Linked DNA regions of Mus musculus: all the other regions are linked to region 3. The links are chromatin contacts, called in public HiChIP or PLAC-seq and promoter capture Hi-C maps. All regions are on one chromosome and are shown on one strand. Each heading gives the region's core, a stretch centred on a gene start, on an enhancer-like site or on the middle of the called end of the contact. The rest is flanking DNA. Distances are from core to core; before and after follow the strand shown.

What was found. Promoter capture Hi-C pulls out the DNA fragments that hold promoters and counts their contacts. HiChIP or PLAC-seq counts read pairs in DNA pulled down with a chosen protein or histone mark.
Region 1: an H3K27ac HiChIP or PLAC-seq map of embryonic stem cells shows a contact between it and region 3, with 9 times the contacts expected there. The contact joins the promoter of Igfbp2 here to the promoter of 6030407O03Rik in region 3. A contact is called at or near these places in 7 of 39 promoter capture datasets (the SN4741 cell line, cranial neural crest, embryonic stem cells and 4 more), 9 of 115 datasets of contacts at active chromatin or transcription factors (craniofacial prominence, embryonic forebrain, embryonic stem cells and 3 more) and 2 of 9 other capture datasets (embryonic stem cells and liver).
Region 2: a contact with region 3 is called in a promoter capture Hi-C map of liver, with 7 times the contacts expected there. The contact joins the promoter of Marchf4 here to the promoter of 6030407O03Rik in region 3. A contact is called at or near these places in 3 of 39 promoter capture datasets (embryonic stem cells, hippocampal neurons and liver) and 1 of 115 datasets of contacts at active chromatin or transcription factors (astrocytes).
Region 4: a promoter capture Hi-C map of embryonic stem cells shows a contact between it and region 3, with 3 times the contacts expected there. The contact joins the promoter of Pecr here to the promoter of 6030407O03Rik in region 3. A contact is called at or near these places in 3 of 39 promoter capture datasets (cranial neural crest, embryonic stem cells and second pharyngeal arch cranial neural crest).

Annotation. Positions count from the first base shown.
Region 1 is chr1:72,822,478-72,826,093 of GRCm38.p6, forward strand. It overlaps Igfbp2 (insulin-like growth factor binding protein 2), which reads left to right and starts at 2,003. Exons shown (of 4, transcript NM_008342.3): 1 at 2,003-2,487. The coding sequence starts at 2,103.
Region 2 is chr1:72,534,973-72,539,064 of GRCm38.p6, forward strand. It overlaps Marchf4 (membrane associated ring-CH-type finger 4), which reads right to left and starts at 2,187. Exons shown (of 4, transcript NM_001045533.2): 1 at 1-2,187. The coding sequence starts at 165. It also overlaps a transcript of Smarcal1 not described here.
Region 3 is chr1:73,862,285-73,866,378 of GRCm38.p6, forward strand. It overlaps 6030407O03Rik (RIKEN cDNA 6030407O03 gene), which reads right to left and starts at 2,182. Exons shown (of 9, transcript NR_045311.1): 1 at 2,091-2,182; 2 at 375-832.
Region 4 is chr1:72,281,948-72,286,045 of GRCm38.p6, forward strand. It overlaps Pecr (peroxisomal trans-2-enoyl-CoA reductase), which reads right to left and starts at 2,374. Exons shown (of 8, transcript NM_023523.6): 1 at 2,146-2,374. The coding sequence starts at 2,269. It overlaps Tmem169 (transmembrane protein 169), which reads left to right and starts at 2,426. Exons shown (of 3, transcript NM_175564.4): 1 at 2,426-2,519. Gm51631 (a long non-coding RNA gene) reads right to left here. Exons shown (of 3, transcript XR_003947863.1): 3 at 2,551-2,801.

The DNA of each region.
Region 1 (3,616 bases), core at 753-3,252, 1.0 Mb before region 3:
GGGATGTGCATGGATACTCTTGCCTTTATAATTTTCATACTTATTACTGATTCAATGACATTGAATAAGCAGAATTCAAAACAGATTCCACTTACTTCTTCTCTCTCTCTCTTTTTTTCTTTTGAGACCAGGTTTCTCCGTGTAACCTTGGCTGTCCTGGATCTTGCTTCACAGACCAGGCTGCTTGGAACCCAGGGATTTGCCTGACTCTGCTGTCCAAGTGCTGGGATTAAAGGCTCACCGCCATACCAGACTCTTTACTGTGTTTTAATGCCAGTGGTAGGAAATATAGCTAGCAATGTGGCTCTCACTTGTAGTTTACAATGGATGTTTATGGCACACCATGATGCAGGGTGGTATCTCTACTACAAAGGAGTCCTCAGTCGGTGAGGCCAATAGGAACATATTCCAGGGCAGGTACAAGACACCAGAACACGTGGAGATGTGAACTGGAGCCTCCCCCAGCCTTTGTTGGTTTCCTTCTGTTAGATCGCCATTCTGTATAGCTCCCGTTATTGTCAGAGGTCCATCCCTCTGCTCAAACACTGATGCTGTGTCCCTGACACGCCCAAATCAGGCCAAGTCTCAGCACAATTAGCTGATTTCCCTGCCAGTTCCCCTATCTCCCCAGGGGTTTTGATCTCTGGCCTAAGTGACTTTCTAGTTTCAGTATCACTCTTCAATTTTTTTTCATCATTTCTGCTGGTCCGGGTGTTGAGAATGCGCCATCGATAACCCTCCATTTCCCTCTACGCAATTACCAAGCTTTAGTCTCACACCCGTCCCCCTTCTTTTTCATTCGGATAGTCATCTTCCACAGAGGTTCCTACAGAAGTTCAAACTCTCCTCCATAACTCTTCCTCTCCTAGTTTCTTAAGATTAGAACTTTGTCTTCTAGGAGGCATAAAACTCAAACAGACATATGAACAAAAAGCCGCTGAATTGAGATAGGCCCTGAGCCCAGAAATTAGAAAGGATGGCTTGGAGAATCTTGTGGGGGAATGGAGACGCCTCACTCGTTGTTAAGGTCACAACCCTGGCAAATGAGTCAATAACTAAGGTCCTGCCAGGCTGGAGTGATGGAGGTTGGGGGCAGCTAGGCTGGGTGATTCAATTGGAACAAAGGAGGCAGCCACTCTTTTCTATTTGAAAACCTGAGCGAGCTCTAATCAGCCTAGCGCTAGGGCTTTCTCTAATACCTGGGGAGGGGGGTGGGTGTCTAATCTGACCTTTTCAAGACCCTTCAGTGGGTGTGTCTTCAGACGTCTGGGGGGGGGGAGGCGGGGAGAGTGTGTGTAAAGGTGGGCGAATAAGGCAGCGTTTGTGGATGGTGACCCGGGTCTCTAGGGGATTAGAGGGCTTGTGGGGCAGAGGTTTGTGAGGCACCAGGAAACACACCAGGTTTCATTACTTGCAGCGGTGAGCTCTGGGCTGGGAAACTGAAGTTGTTGCTAGGAGGTGCTGTCTGGGACGAGCCTGGTCTAGAAGGACTGAGCGTCCGCGGGACTCACTCAAGGTCATTGTTCCTAGCAACACGAGGGCTGTGGGGAGTCGGTGTGAGCTCCGAAATCTTTAAGGTCAAGACTGCTTTTGTGTTTCCCCGGCAGTCAGTTCACAGCCGGCCACGTGGGAAGTGAGCAAACTAAGTCCTTCCAAATCGAACTAAACTAAAAGACAGGAGACAAAAGCACAGGCTCTTTCCCACTCCACGCCGATTCTACCCACGCTTGCAAGTTATTCTTACTCTCCCGGAGCGGACAAACCCAGGCTGAAGGGAGCAAAGTCCTAACCAGGGAAGAACAGAGGGGTCCGCTTGAATCCCCTAGGAACGTAGGGTGGGCGAGTGGGCGTGTGCACAAGCACGTGCCCTCACGCAAGAGTGCGGGGGGGGGCGGTGCGGGGGGGGGCGGTGCGGGGGGGGGGGGAAGGGAGTGGTCTCCATAAGGGGGAGGGGAGAAGGCAGGGGGGCGGGGAGAAGCAGGCTTTTTAGGACCCGGCAGAGGCGGGGGAGGAGAAAGAAGGCAAGGAGGCGTCTCCCGCATTCGTCTGGGCCGTGCCACCTGCCCGCTAGCTCGCTGCACTACCGTTGCCCACAAGCCAACATGCTGCCGAGATTGGGCGGCCCCGCGCTGCCGCTGCTCCTGCCGTCGTTGCTCTTGCTGCTGCTCTTGGGCGCGGGCGGCTGCGGCCCCGGGGTGCGCGCCGAGGTGCTGTTCCGCTGCCCACCCTGCACGCCCGAGCGTCTGGCCGCTTGCGGGCCCCCACCCGACGCGCCCTGCGCCGAGCTGGTGCGAGAGCCCGGCTGCGGCTGCTGCTCCGTGTGCGCACGGCAGGAGGGCGAAGCATGCGGCGTCTACATCCCGCGCTGCGCCCAGACGCTACGCTGCTATCCCAACCCGGGCTCCGAGCTGCCCCTGAAGGCGCTTGTCACAGGCGCGGGTACCTGTGAAAAGAGACGCGTGGGCACCACCCCACAGCAGGTTGCAGGTAATGCGGACTGTGAGCACTAGTTTTGGGCTTGGGAGAAACTCTCTCGTAGCTCAGCGGGTTCTCCTGGCTGGTGACTCTCACGTGGGAAAAGAGAGTCCGACGGGACCCTGGGACTGATGTAGAGGAGAAAGAGCTTAGACCTTAATCAGATCCAGGGAGACTCTTGAGAGCGGGAACCCGAAAGACAAACCCGGGAGGGAGGCTGCGGGTGGAGCAAGCGGGATTTGATGGGGTAAAGGAGGAGAGGAAAGATACCTTGCCACCAGGGTCTTCCTTAACGGGACTTAGCGGGGAGGAAGGTGGTCTGATCTAGGGGCTGAGGGGGTGGAGGTGGGGGTTGAAGAGCCTGTAGGAACTTGAAACTCATTTGAAACAAAACTTGAGTCAGTGACCACCGGTCGAATGTTTAGCGGTGGGCGTGCTGCTGGCTGCCGCGCACAGGTGACACTGCAGACCTCGGGTGAGAAAAGATCGAATGGAGAAGCTCCTTCCTTCTGGCGTTGGGAGGTGAGGAGAAGGGTAAGGATGCACGTGGAGAATGGAGCGGGCTCCATCTGTGTAACTTAAGCCGGTTGGCCAGCTGCGTTCCGGCACCCTGGCTGTGCGTCTGGGCCTCCGGTCAGAATGCTGGAGCCGCTTGAAAGCCAGGGGAGCTACAGCTCTTAACGCGGGTGTGTGTCACACCGTACCTCCTCCTAAATCTAGGGAACTTTTTCTGTCTCACGGGATGGGGAAGGTGGGGTTCTTTGTTAAGGAGCCCTTCTTTCTCAAAAGAAAAAAAAAGTTAAGGGACACAAGCTGACTGCGAGGAGTTCACTTTTTTTTCTTCACGGTTTGGAGAAAGCTGCAATTGTCTTGGGGACAGCGCTGAATTTTAGCTAATGTTTAAAAGGAGGCTTTTACTATGTTTCTTAGACTGGGGGTAGCCTGGAGAGATAGGAGAGAGAGAGAGAGAGAGAGAGAGAGAGAGAGAGAGAGAGATAGGAGAGAGAGAGAGAACAAATATCTTCCCTGTTTTTCGATTTCTTTGTGCGCCCCTCTCTTTCCCTGGCTCAGCCACTGTCCCTTTCCCAATGGAGTCAGAGGTCAAGTTTGAAGTCTTGTAGTTCTTGAGGCATTTTTGACC
Region 2 (4,092 bases), core at 937-3,436, 1.3 Mb before region 3:
GCGCCTCAGTAGGAAAACCTTCAGGTCATTGAAGAGCATTCGACAGCGGCACTTGAGGAGACCCTGGTGGCGCAACATCTGGGGAGCTGGGGTGCACAGTCCACAGCTGTACCAGCCGCAGCAGCAGCACCACCACCACAGCAGCCCACCCAGGGGCATGAGCATGTGATAGGGAAGCAGAGGACTGGAGAGGGGCAGCTGGAGTCTTTGAAGAGGTGGGTAGGGTGGGGCTTGGGGTCCACAGTGTTCCTGTGTTATGGAGGAACCTTTCTTATTGGCTCTTCTTATAACCCCTCCAAGCAGCAAATAAATTACCCTCTTGGACTGACAACTGTGAGTCAATGATTCTGAACGCTACTAAGGAAATGCAAAGTAAAAAAAGTTTTTCTTGCTCTAGCAGCCCCGCCCCAACCTCAGACTTAGTTCTGGCTGCTGTCTCCTTTCTGTCTTTGACCCCTGAACACTGCTGGGAGTAGGGCAACAGAAGCATCGGGGCTGGGATGCATGACCAATGTCTAATAGTTAAAAGTTCCCAAAGAAAGGGTTGCTAGGTTCTTCTCAATTCTCTAGGCTGTGGTAAATCTCTTTTATATAAAAACGGTGGATATAAATCAAATTTGGAGCAGCTTAGGGAACTCAGCTCAGTAAAGAATTGAGAATTGCACATGAGAGAGAGAGAAAGACAGACTGTCTCAGGTAGTATGAAGTGGTTGGGGAAAGGCAAGATTGGGTGGGGGTAGAAGACGTCCTAATTCTCTTGGGCAGAAAACCAGGACAATTGACCTCCAGCAGCACCAGAGTTGCTTTTAAGAGAGGAATTAGGGGGGCTGGTTGTGGGTGAAATTGGGCAAAGAGCTTCGCCTTGTGCTTCGCCTATGCAGCCAAAAGGCTACACAGAAGAGGTGGGATATAGGGCGGTGGACCGGGAAAGGATGGAGGAAAAAGAGATCCTTAACCCTCGGAGGGCTGCTGCCTTCCAGAGCTTAAGGTCCTGAATAGAGGAAGGGTGTGTGTTTGGGGTTGAGAAGGTGACAGAAGGATCTGAGAAAGGAGGTAGCGAAGAGGGGCTTGTGGGAGGGGAGAGTAAAGGGGAATAGTTACATGATCTCAGCCCCCAGCCCACTCCAGCTGCAGTCTGTAAGTCGGAGGCCCCTCCCCTTGGTTCCATCAAAGGTCCCTTCGGGCGAGGTTCGAGAGCTGGAAAATGGGCAGGTCCGGGCTGGAGAGTGGCTTCGCTTTCTCCTCCTCGTCCTCTTCTGGGTCGCTGTCGCCCTCCTCCTCCTGCTCTGGGTCTGCACGCGCCCGGCGCTGCTGCTGTGGCGGCAGAAGCGACTGCTGGTCTGCGTCCTGGTGTCTCCCAGGCGGGGGCTGCTCCAGCTGGTCCTCTGGCTGCTGCCCGCGGTCCAGCGCGGTCGCGACTCCAGGCTTCATGATCCTCCTCCTCTTCCTTCCCGAGGGGCTGGCCCTGAGCCCCCGCACCCGGGCAGTGCTGCCATGCAACCACAGACGAGGCAGGCGTGGGGGTAGGGGCGGTGGGGAAGTGATGGGGAGAATAAAAAATAAAATAATACTAATGGAACAATTCAGTTCTCGGATAATCAGGAAAGAGTGCTTCTGGTGGGTGGGGGTGGAGGAGGGCGGCTGTCAGGTCCTGTCGACAGCTCTGCCCCCGCTCCCCCCACCTTGGGCGGCCTCGGCCCGCTCTTTGCTCCCACCCCCACGCCGCCCCTCCTTCCTCCGGCTGCCTCTGGCTGGCTAGGCTCGCTTGCTGTTGCTACCTCTCCCAGATGCACCGAGGTAAGGCTTGTTTGCGGTGTAAGCTGAAGGTGGGGAGGAGGAATAGAGACGGTGTGGTCGAGATGGTCAGACAGACGGCACTTGGCTCCAGCTTGGTCCTGGAGACTCCCCAGAACCGTATATAAATATATCTCTTAGAAAAGCCGAAAAGGAAACAAATCAGATTCTAGCCTGCTGCCAGGTGTTGTCTTCCGCGGTTGCTCAGCACCCGCCGCCGCGACTGCTGCCCCCCTGGCTCAGTTCCCAAAGGGGTGGTGCTGGAAGGGAGGTGCCGGGCGGTAGGCTGGCGGTCCGAGGACTGGAAACAACCTTCTTAGAGCGGAGAAGGCACCCAGCTACTCCCACCCGAGCGGCCGTGAAGCCGCTGCTGCGTTCAGCACCTGGGTGAGTGGACAGCTCCCACCCAGACCCCGCGCGTCATGCCAGTGGGGGCCTGACGCAGACGCCGCTGAGGGATGGAGGAGGGAAAGAGCGAGAGACTAGGAGAGAGGGAGCCACAGGAGGAGAGAGAACTGTTTGAAGGAAGAGGAAGAAGATAGGGAGGAACCAGGGGAAAGGGAGGTACGAAGAGAAGGAGGGATTTAGGAGAGGAGGGAGGAGGCAGTGAAGAGTAAAGGAGGCAGAATGGGAACTTGGGTGGTGGAGTGATGCGTGTATTCACTCCAATGTCTTTTCCCAGATAGAAAGAATTCGGGTGGACAGCACCATTCGTAAGCTCCCTGTCCACCGTTCGTCCCTCTCACCGCTTCCCTCAGCACGTATACACCCAATACAGTTTCCTTTTAACCAAAATCTATGATGCTCTTCTTTACACGCACTTAAAGTAGATGTCACTTGGTAGCTTTAGAAAGGATAAAGTTTTGTGACTTCCATATTGAAGCTGGCCCCTGGTGGAGATTAAATCTCTCATGACTTTAGAACTCACGAGAAAAGTGCTTCTTAAACCTTGAAGCATTTTTGCCTTCTAGAATTTAAACTGCAACAAGAAAGGAAATGTCCTCTTTCATCTTCTCTCCTCTCTCCTCCCCCTCCCCCTCCCCTCCCCCTCGACCTCCCCCTCCTCCTCTTCCTTCTCTTCCTCTTCCTTCTCCTCTCTCCCTTCTCTCCCTGACCCTGCATTATGTGTTGGATTCATTTTTATTCTCATATGCCTAAGTCAACCTAATATTCCTAGGCTTGAGGTAAAATACATATTTGTTATATAGCCACCATTACCAGTGTCATCTTTACTTCAAGCTGTTACGTTCTTTCGGCTGTGACTCATAAGAATCCAGGGCAATAATATACCCTCATGCTAACTAAAATCCCTAGCCTTCCCCCATCCGAATTTTCCACAGAGCCACCAGCGAGGAGAGATTGGAAGTTGACTTTAATTTCCTCTGCCCTTTCTTCTTATTTGTACCACTCTACCCATCCTTGTCAAGGCATTTCCAATGAACAGAAGAGTATTCCTAAATGCAGAGACCCAGAGAGAAGGAAGCCCAAAACAAGCTGTATCAATACTTGCTGTTTACAACTGCAGACTTGGGCCATTTGTAATTTAGAATCCCACTCCGCCCCACCCCTGCCACTACTGTTAGGGTCACAGACTTAGAAAACACACTGCAATGAGTCATCTACAGAGCTGGGCTAATTATGCTAATGCACTTAGAAATTCTGATGCTGTAGACAGAGTAGAATGTAAAATCACCACACCAAAATATCACTGGCATGAAAGCTCGCTCAGTGAGTCATAAGGAAGCTGCCCTTTTGTTGGTGTCTCCATGGATATTCATCGCCCTGAGCCCGAGGGAGCGGATGATCTCTAGGTCTTGGCCAACCAAGCATGGCTGCTTGGCTGAATCATGTCCCAGCACCTGACATGGAGGCTGAGAGCCTGCTCAAAGTCAGTATTTGAAAATGATGCTAGAAAAAAAGAAAGAAAGAAAGAAAGAAAGAAAGAAAGAAAGAAAGAAAGAAAGAGAAGGAAGAAAAAGAAAGAAAAGGAAAATGATTCCAGAAAAAAATGATAAAATAAAAAGAAAGAAAAAGAAAATGATGCTTGCTAGGCCACTAAGATGGCTCAGAGGTGAAAGTGCTCGACCCCACGCCTGGCCAGAACTTGATCCTAGGGGTTCCTGGTGGATGGAGAAAACTTCCTGCTGCGACTTTTTCTCTGACTTCCATGTGTATAGCATGACGCACAATGCTCCCCCACATACACACATATAATAAATACAATAAAAACAATGCCAATGTTTTAATAACAATAAAACAATGCTTATATTATTGATACTTGCGTGAACACTGCTGCAG
Region 3 (4,094 bases), core at 932-3,431:
CCAGGAAAGGGGATAATATTTGAAATGTAAATAAAGAAAATATCTAATAAAGAAAAAAAAAGGCAAAGTCACAGGAAAAAGGCAAACCTCCACAAAGCTGAGAGAGTGCATGCAACTAATACTTTGTAAGGCCTGGCCCTGAAACATGTCCCTTCCCGTGAGGGACAGCTGGCTAGGAAGTCTCACCCAGACCCCTGATCATGAGTGAAGAACCTCAAGGATAGTAGAATACTGGCAGCTTGCCTAAGCTAAGAGTCTTTTCAAATAAGGCTTTCACAAACTGCAAACGTTTAGAAATCAAAGCATCTCTTTAAGCAGCAGAAGGCAAATGAGGCCCCATCCCCCACTCCTCCCCTTCCCAGTCTGCTCCGCACCTCCCATCAATGGCTAGGGGACCTTAACACCTCTAAAGATGCAGGCTATAAAGAAGACAAACTGCTAAGCTTCCCGCCTCCGTGGACAAAGGATTGCAGACTGCCAGGGAAATTTTCAGACAGAGGTCCGGAAGTCAGAGCGACCAGCTGAGTGTCTGGCACCTGAGGCCACACCTAGGCATACGCAGGGTACTGCACGCTCCAGGCCTGGTCTGAGGCCAGCACGTTCTCTTGTGCACGTCTGCACTGCCTAACAAGATCTGGCCTCTGCCTTCCTCTGCTTGGGCCTCTCAGGGCCTCTCCGCACGGGTAGACACTACCCCCTGGTGGGCTTGGGCGCCCTGTGCAGGCCTTCAGGTCTTGGCCTCCAGAAGAGTTTGGTTTTCCTAAAAGAAGCCCCATCACGGAAGCTGTTGGGGGACTGGGATTCCATGGTGTGGGTGAGGGCCTCCGGGATCCTAGAAGAAGCGAAAGAAAGAAGCAGAGGTTTGGTGTTGCTCGCTAGCACTCTGAGATAGCGATGGAGCAACAGGAAGGTGACAGCGGCGGAGCTTTCTAGATATCGACACCTGTTGTGGGAAAGGAAAGCACTCCCTGCTGGCCAGAGGGGAAACTGAGACTGAGCCGTCACTTGAAGCCTGGGACTGAGGGATGATGGGACATGAAGCTGAGTGGTCCTTTAAACTTAGCAAATAAAAATCTGGAGACTGTAAATCTTTCGTTTACGATTAACAGTGAATGCTCTTTAGCAATGTACTAGCCATGCACAGCGAGCAGGGTATCTGTGCAAAGAGCCAGGGAACTAACTGATGCTGCATTGGAGATTACAGAGGAGTTGGGGATACAGGTGGAATGCCCCAAATTAACCTGTAAGCCTCACCTGCCCCGTTCATTAACCAGTTCACTAGTTAAAGCTACTAGGTCTCTTCTTAAAAGAAGACAAACAGGTTCGCCTTGCCCATGAGCTTCATATTAAAGAATAAACAGGTTTCAGATGGTTTCTGCTAAAGAAGCCTGCTTTACAATGACTGCTTTCAATAACGAGTACTTATGTCTTTGGTAAATGACTAGATGAAAAAATTTCGTTCTGAAATATATAAAGATTTGAGAATAAAAAAAACTTGAATAAGTTATAAGGATCTCAAAAATGATTGTGGATATATAGAAATAAAAAAGGTTTCGGATTCCTTTTCCATTCTATGCTGTTATTGCCCTGAAATTTGGGGGGGGGGGGTGTCAGGATTTGATGAAGTACCAGCTGTTTTACTACTCAGTCACAAGCTCAGGATTTTGAGTTTTCTTTGGTTATCTTCTAGATATAGACTTAGAGGTGCTTTTTATTGGGTTAAAATATCTCTATCCAATTATACACCTGGCTCTTTAAACAGAAAAAAATTTTTTTCATGTTCAGAGAAAAATGCTACAGTTCTTACTAAGACTCAAAGGCGTAAGTCTGCTGCTTCACAGAGTCCCATCAACTGCTTTCCCTACCATGTGAATTTCAATAAAATGGCAACGCTGATCTATCTCCTTTTATGAACTGAAAATTCGCATGAGCTTCAGGGAATCAGAGAAGTCGTAAGACTTGGATCCACCTACCAGAGTCAAATGGACTCCGGACAGTACAGCCTGAGTTTCTGTATCTGTCTGTCCCTAAGAATGGAGTTTCCCCTGGTCTTGGGATTCCTCCCCCTCCCCGGTAACACAAAAATTTACCTTCTGTCCCGAGTCTATATTTGTCTCAACAGATTTTCACTTGGCTGACAGACTTCATCCAGGGATGCAAACTGCAGAGCTCTGGACTTGCTGAAAATTATGTAAACCAGTCCAGCCAACATGATTGCTCCTTGTGCCTTCAGCTGGATCAGCCAATCCAGTGCTTCTGACAAATGCCCCATTGTCCAGCCTTTCACTAGCCTCTCAGTCTTCTGGGGCCCTGGCAACAACACCCTAATGTCAGCTGGAAGTAGTTACGGAAGAAAATATGTTGTCTGTTACCCCACCTAACAGGCTGAAAATGCTAAGTCAAAGAGAAACTCTGTGGCATAGAGGACAAAATGGCTACCTATAAGCTGACTGACACATCAGAAAAATGGGCCCAGATTTGTCAACTCGTAGATTTATTAACTAAAATAGTTCTACAATATGATAGGATACTTAACCTGCTTTATGCAAAATAAAAAGTATTATGTGCCTTTAAAAATATTTCTATACAAATCATTCAGGACTATAATTTGGCTGTACTCAAGAAACATTGCAAAAAGGGACCTGAGATAAAATAAATGACTGGTTTCCCATCCATGTCCAGGCTCCTTCTAGATAGTAACTCTAATGGTTAGTAGATCTAAAATATAAACAAGTACCCATCATAGGATCAAAGACTTGAGAGGCAACACCAGGGGGAATGTAATGCCCAAATTTAACCTGTAAGCCCTATCTGCTCAGGACAACAGGTAACTTCCTAGAATGCTGGGAACTGTAGTTCTTGGAAAATAACAAAGCCTCATGGGAAAGTACCATGACCTATAGGTTTGTCCTTATAAACCCCTTCAACATAACCCAGGGCTCAAGGCCACTCTCTGCTGAGAAATTTCAGGAATGGTCCTGACCAAAGCCCTTATCTTGGTCAGTATTTAATATTTAATAAAGCTTGCTTTTAAGCTTGCCCCAAAATGGTGAGATTGGTTTTGCTTCAACGAATCTCATGATTAACATAGCAAATAAGCAATATACTAGGAATGGTGATCCCAGTATCTCCCAAAGAGATAGAAGTGGGACATACAGGAGATAGAGCAACAACAAAAACAGGAGTCAGAGAGAGAAGAGGGAGGGGGGGTAGGAAGAGAAGAAGGAAAGGGAGACTATTATGGTCTGTATGCTTTTGTCTATCCAAGGGTCATACACTGAAACTCTAACGCCGATAGGATAGTATTAGGAGGTGGGGCTTTGAAGGGTAATTAGGTTTAATGAGATGGTGGGGGGTGGACCCCATGATACCATTTGTGTCTTTATAAGAAGTAGATCAGAGCTTACTGTCTCCATCTTGTCAGTGTAACTGGCCCTGCAGAAATGAAGACATTCTAAAGAGACAATTATGTCTCTTGCTCTATAAGACGACGGAAGCAATGGACCCCAGAGAAATGAGGGCTTCCCCAGGAATTTTATTCTGGGAGAAAAATAGGGCACCAGCCAAAAGGGGGAACTCATCTCCGGAAACAGACTTCACACAGTTCTAAGGACTTGTGAGACCTCCTTACAGAATGAGAGGTGAAGCCCAGTGACGTCAGTGGTGGGCGGGACCGTGCCTTCACCAGACCGATTAGATGTGCACATCCTTGTCTCTCTATTTAAACACTGATCCCACTTCAGGACCAGAAGGATGTGAGAGGTTTGCTTGGATCTCTTCCCAGTGTGGCCACATTAAATAACTCCCTTTCTTTGCTTTGCTTTTAATTAAGCACTTTTAATTGACTTATTGATGACAGGTAGCACTGACTTGGGACATAGATTGTGACACACACACACCCAACTTTAACAACATGACGACAGAAGATGACCAACTGACAACTAAGAAGAGAACATTCAGGGCACATAGGGAAGCACCAAGCCAACACCACAGCCCTGTGTCAGTATGTACGAGATGGGATGGGAGAGAAACAGGAGAGCCTGTGAACATAGTGGAGCATGTGTCCTTATTATATGTTGGAGCATCTTCTGGGT
Region 4 (4,098 bases), core at 1,124-3,623, 1.6 Mb before region 3:
AGACGTTCTGATAGCCTATATATCTGAGGAAGGCAGACCAGCTAACACTTTACTAAAGAATTTATCTGTGTGTGTGGGGGGGGGGGGGGCCTGGTGCTTGTGCAGAGGTTGGGTAACTCGTGGAACTCAGTCCCCTCCTTCCCCCATTCCTGTTCTGAGGATTGAACTTAGGCCATCAGGCTTGGCCGCAGGCACCTTCATCCACTAAGCCTTCCTGCCAGCTCTCGGCTAATGCTTTATAATAGTCTACTGTCCAATTTGGGTTGACATAACAACAGAAAACAGCCATTAATTCTGGCGTTAGCAAAAAAACAACAACAAAGACTGAAAAAGCCATAGGAGAGAGTATTTCACATACTTGGTGCTGGAGAGATAGCCCGGAGCTTAAGAGAGCTTGTGCTTCTCTTGCAGAGGGCATGAGCTTGGCTCTCACCACGCACACTGGGTGGCTCACACTCCAGTTCCAGGGGATCTGCCACTTCCAGCCTTCATGGGCACCTGTACTCCCACTCACAGGCCCTCCTCTGCCTCCCAATACACATATATAATTAAAAATACAACAAAACTTTAAAAGAACTTTTTTTCCCATATTCTCTCATGGAAGGCAATCCAATGATAAATACAGCAGTACAATGTTCACTTCTCTTTTAGGTGTAGGAAGTATTTCCCTAGGGACATACCCCAGGACTCTCACAGCATCTCCAGGGCTGAGTGGCCTTATATTTACAGTCATGCCACAATACTCTGTTGGCCGACCCCAGAACTGGTGTAGTGTTTGCCCAATGCAAACTTACTCAAAAAGAGGTTCAACAACTAGCAATCCACAGAAGAGGAACCAAGGTTCTGCAAATTTGCTGACAGAGGCCAAGATCCTGACCTTTGTACTAAACAGGTACTGGTTGATTTTTTTTTTTTTTTAATAATTCCTCCTCCCAGGGGAAGTTTCCTGGTGGAAGACAGGCTGGAAGTAATGGTAAAGTGCAAACTGCAATACTGTCTTGTTTTTTTTTTTTGCAGTGTACTGCTGATAAGATAAAGTCAATCATTTCTCCATGTATTTATTTCTTGTGTTAGTTCAGCATGGAATGTCAAGGCCAAATCATTTCTCATTTGTTCCACTTGATGTCAGATTTTTAAAAATCTACTTGTCAGGGCTGGAGAGACGGCTCAGCAGATAAGAGATCTGTCTGCTCTTCCAGAGGTCCTGAGTTCAATTTCCAGCAACCATATGGTAGCTCACAACCATCTGTAATGGGATCTGATACTGTCTTCTGGTGTGTCTGAAGACAGCTACAGTGTACTCATATACATAAAATAAAATTTTAAAAATCTTTAAAAAAAATCTACTTGTCAAAGCTCTTTGCACAATACAAGCGTCGTGTTGGAAATACTTTTCAAATATGCCTTTATAAACTTTGCACTCTTCCTTCTTACCCACATCTTCGAGGCAGGGTTTCTTTGTGAAACCTCGACTGACTTGGACCTCGATCTGTAGACCAGGCTAGCCTGAAACTCACAGAGATCCACCTGTCTCTGCCTCTTGAGTGCTGGAATTAAAGTCATATGTCACCACCACCTGGGAACAGTTTGCTTTGGGTTAAGAGTAAACCCAAAACCCGGACATGGTGGCGCACGCCTTTAATCCCAGCACTCGGGAGGCAGAGGCAGGCGGATTTCTGAGTTCGAGGCCAGCTGGTCTACAAAGTGAATTCCAGGACAGCCTGGGCTAATAAAAAGAAACCCTGTCTAGAAAAAAACAAAAAAAACAAAACAAAATAACAAAAAAAAGTAAACCCAAAGAAGATGCACATTCTCACATATTTAAATATTAAATGTAACTATTTTCTTCTTGATGGCTTCCTTGTGCGTGTGTTTACGTGATCATTCTAAGTTTAATAACTTTTCCTTTTTCTTGCTTTTAGCACAGGGGACGTGAGAAGAAAATCTGATCAGGGCCTCTCAACATTTCTCGGCTATTCGGAATAAAACCTCTGTTATTTCGTTTTCCCTCATTGCTCAGCTCTGCAGACCGGAGCTTTGCAACCTCTTCCCGGTCCGCCAGCACTCCCCTCTGTCTCTGAACCCAGTTTACCCGAGCTGGACCTCTGCGGACACTAGCCCAGCCCCAGAGGCCTGCTCACGTACCCAGGTGCAGGAGCTCCCGGGAGACGGCTTTTCCAATGCCTGTGCCCCCGCCGGTGACCACGGCCACTTGGTTCTTCAGCAACCCGGCCGCTAGGTAGCTCTGACCAGTCTTCCAAGAGCCCATGGCCACAAAGTGTCTGTCTCTGAGTTCTTGCTAAAGCTAGACCACGTGTTCCTCAGAAGTAGCTCTATTAGTAGCAGTCCTTGGCCACGTAACCAAACAGACCCCGCCCCTAAGTCCGCGTGGTCCCGCCTCAGGCCCCGCCCAGGCCCCGCCTTCGCGGCGCGCTAGGCCTCCTCCCAGAGCTGGACCGCTCCTGGCGGCCGCCCGCAGCCGTCTGCATCCTCAGCTTCCCTCCTGGGTCCCAGTGAAGGTGTGGGTGAGACTCCTCGTTCGATTTTTTTCATATTTATTTTTAAATGTCGGTGACATTGGGGGGAAACGACAGAGGAATGAAAAGAGAGTGAGAAAGAACGAAATGGGAAGGATATTTTCTGTTCTGAAAATCCAATCCTTGGGGCCATAGCTCCCACCGTTAATTAAAATTACATCTCCAGAGCATCTGTGTAGAGAAAGGCTGCAGGTCTGGGCCCTCGCAGTACCGATCTGCAACAGACATCTGGCTGTCTGGGCTTCAGCAGCTGTGTGCAGAGGGCTAGGAAGTGGGGAAAGGCTTAGGTTAGCTGAAGGGAAGCCATCCAGGTCCCAGATCCCTTCTTCTTCAGGGAGGGAGTCGAAAGGGAGGAGGGGGTGGGGCAGGAGAGGGCACACAGTTGCAGTTATCCACAGAGCCTAAATAATGAATGATTAAACAAAATGATTTTAGGCCACCCTCACCTCATTCTCAGTGCCCCACCCAGAAATGAAAAAAAAAAGCACCCTTCCATAGATTTGAGACCTGGTCCGTTTCATCTGGGTTATATAGCAGCAGATAAAGATGAATCGTTGCATGGTTCTTGTAAGATTCATTTCTAGGTTTATGGTTTTGGAACCTGCCTTTTAGCTCCTACCTTCAGCAAGGAACTTATCAGCTCCCAGTTGGTTCCAAGGAACAATTTATTGTTCACATTCTGTTTGTTTTGAATTAATTATTATTATTAATTTTTTTTTGAGACAAGGTCTCTCTCTCTATAGCCCTGGCTGTCCTGGAACTCACTATGTAGATCAGGTTGGCCTGGAACTTAAGAGATTCCCCCTGCCTCTGCCTACTGAATGCTGGGATTAAAGGCATGGGATACCATGCCCTGCCCTTCTGTTTGTTCATTTAAAAATTAACATTACATATGTGTGTGTGTGTGTGTGTGTGTGTGTGTGTGTGTGTGTGAGAAGACGAATTGCAGGAGTCAGTTCTCTTCTTGTACCGTATGGGTGCCACCAGGGATTGAACCCCATCATCAAGCGCAGCAGCAGCAGCCTTGCCCTCTTAGCTCTTTTCTGTTTATCTCTTTCCTTATGTCGGACTATGCTAGGTCATTGGTCTTAATCCAGGACAACAGTCTTTCTAACTTTGCCGGGGGTGCTCTGTTTTCCCTTTTCCAGTCAACAAATGCCATTTGTGTCTGTTTGGGGAGGTGGCGGTTGGAGCCACTACTTAAAAAATTCACAGAGAGAAGTGAAGTTAGACACTGGGTCTCTCGCACCAGCCAGACTGCAGTTCTGAGAGCACCTCTAGGCCCTCCACCTCCCTGGCCTTCTCTGACCTCTTTTTAGAAGCACTTCCCTCTCCAGCTTAGCTGCTGATGGATTCCAACCAGCACGCAGAAAGGAAGAGCTAAAGCTCTCTGGCTGTTTTTGTCTGGGAAGTCCATCAAGAGCTCTGGTAGCCGTCTGTTTATGTCAGTTATGTGATCATGAACACATTAAAAAATGGCACCACTGTAACCTCTTTTTAAAAATAATTCTTTTGTGTGTGTGTGTGTGTGTGTGTGTGTGTGTGTGGTGTATTTGTGTGT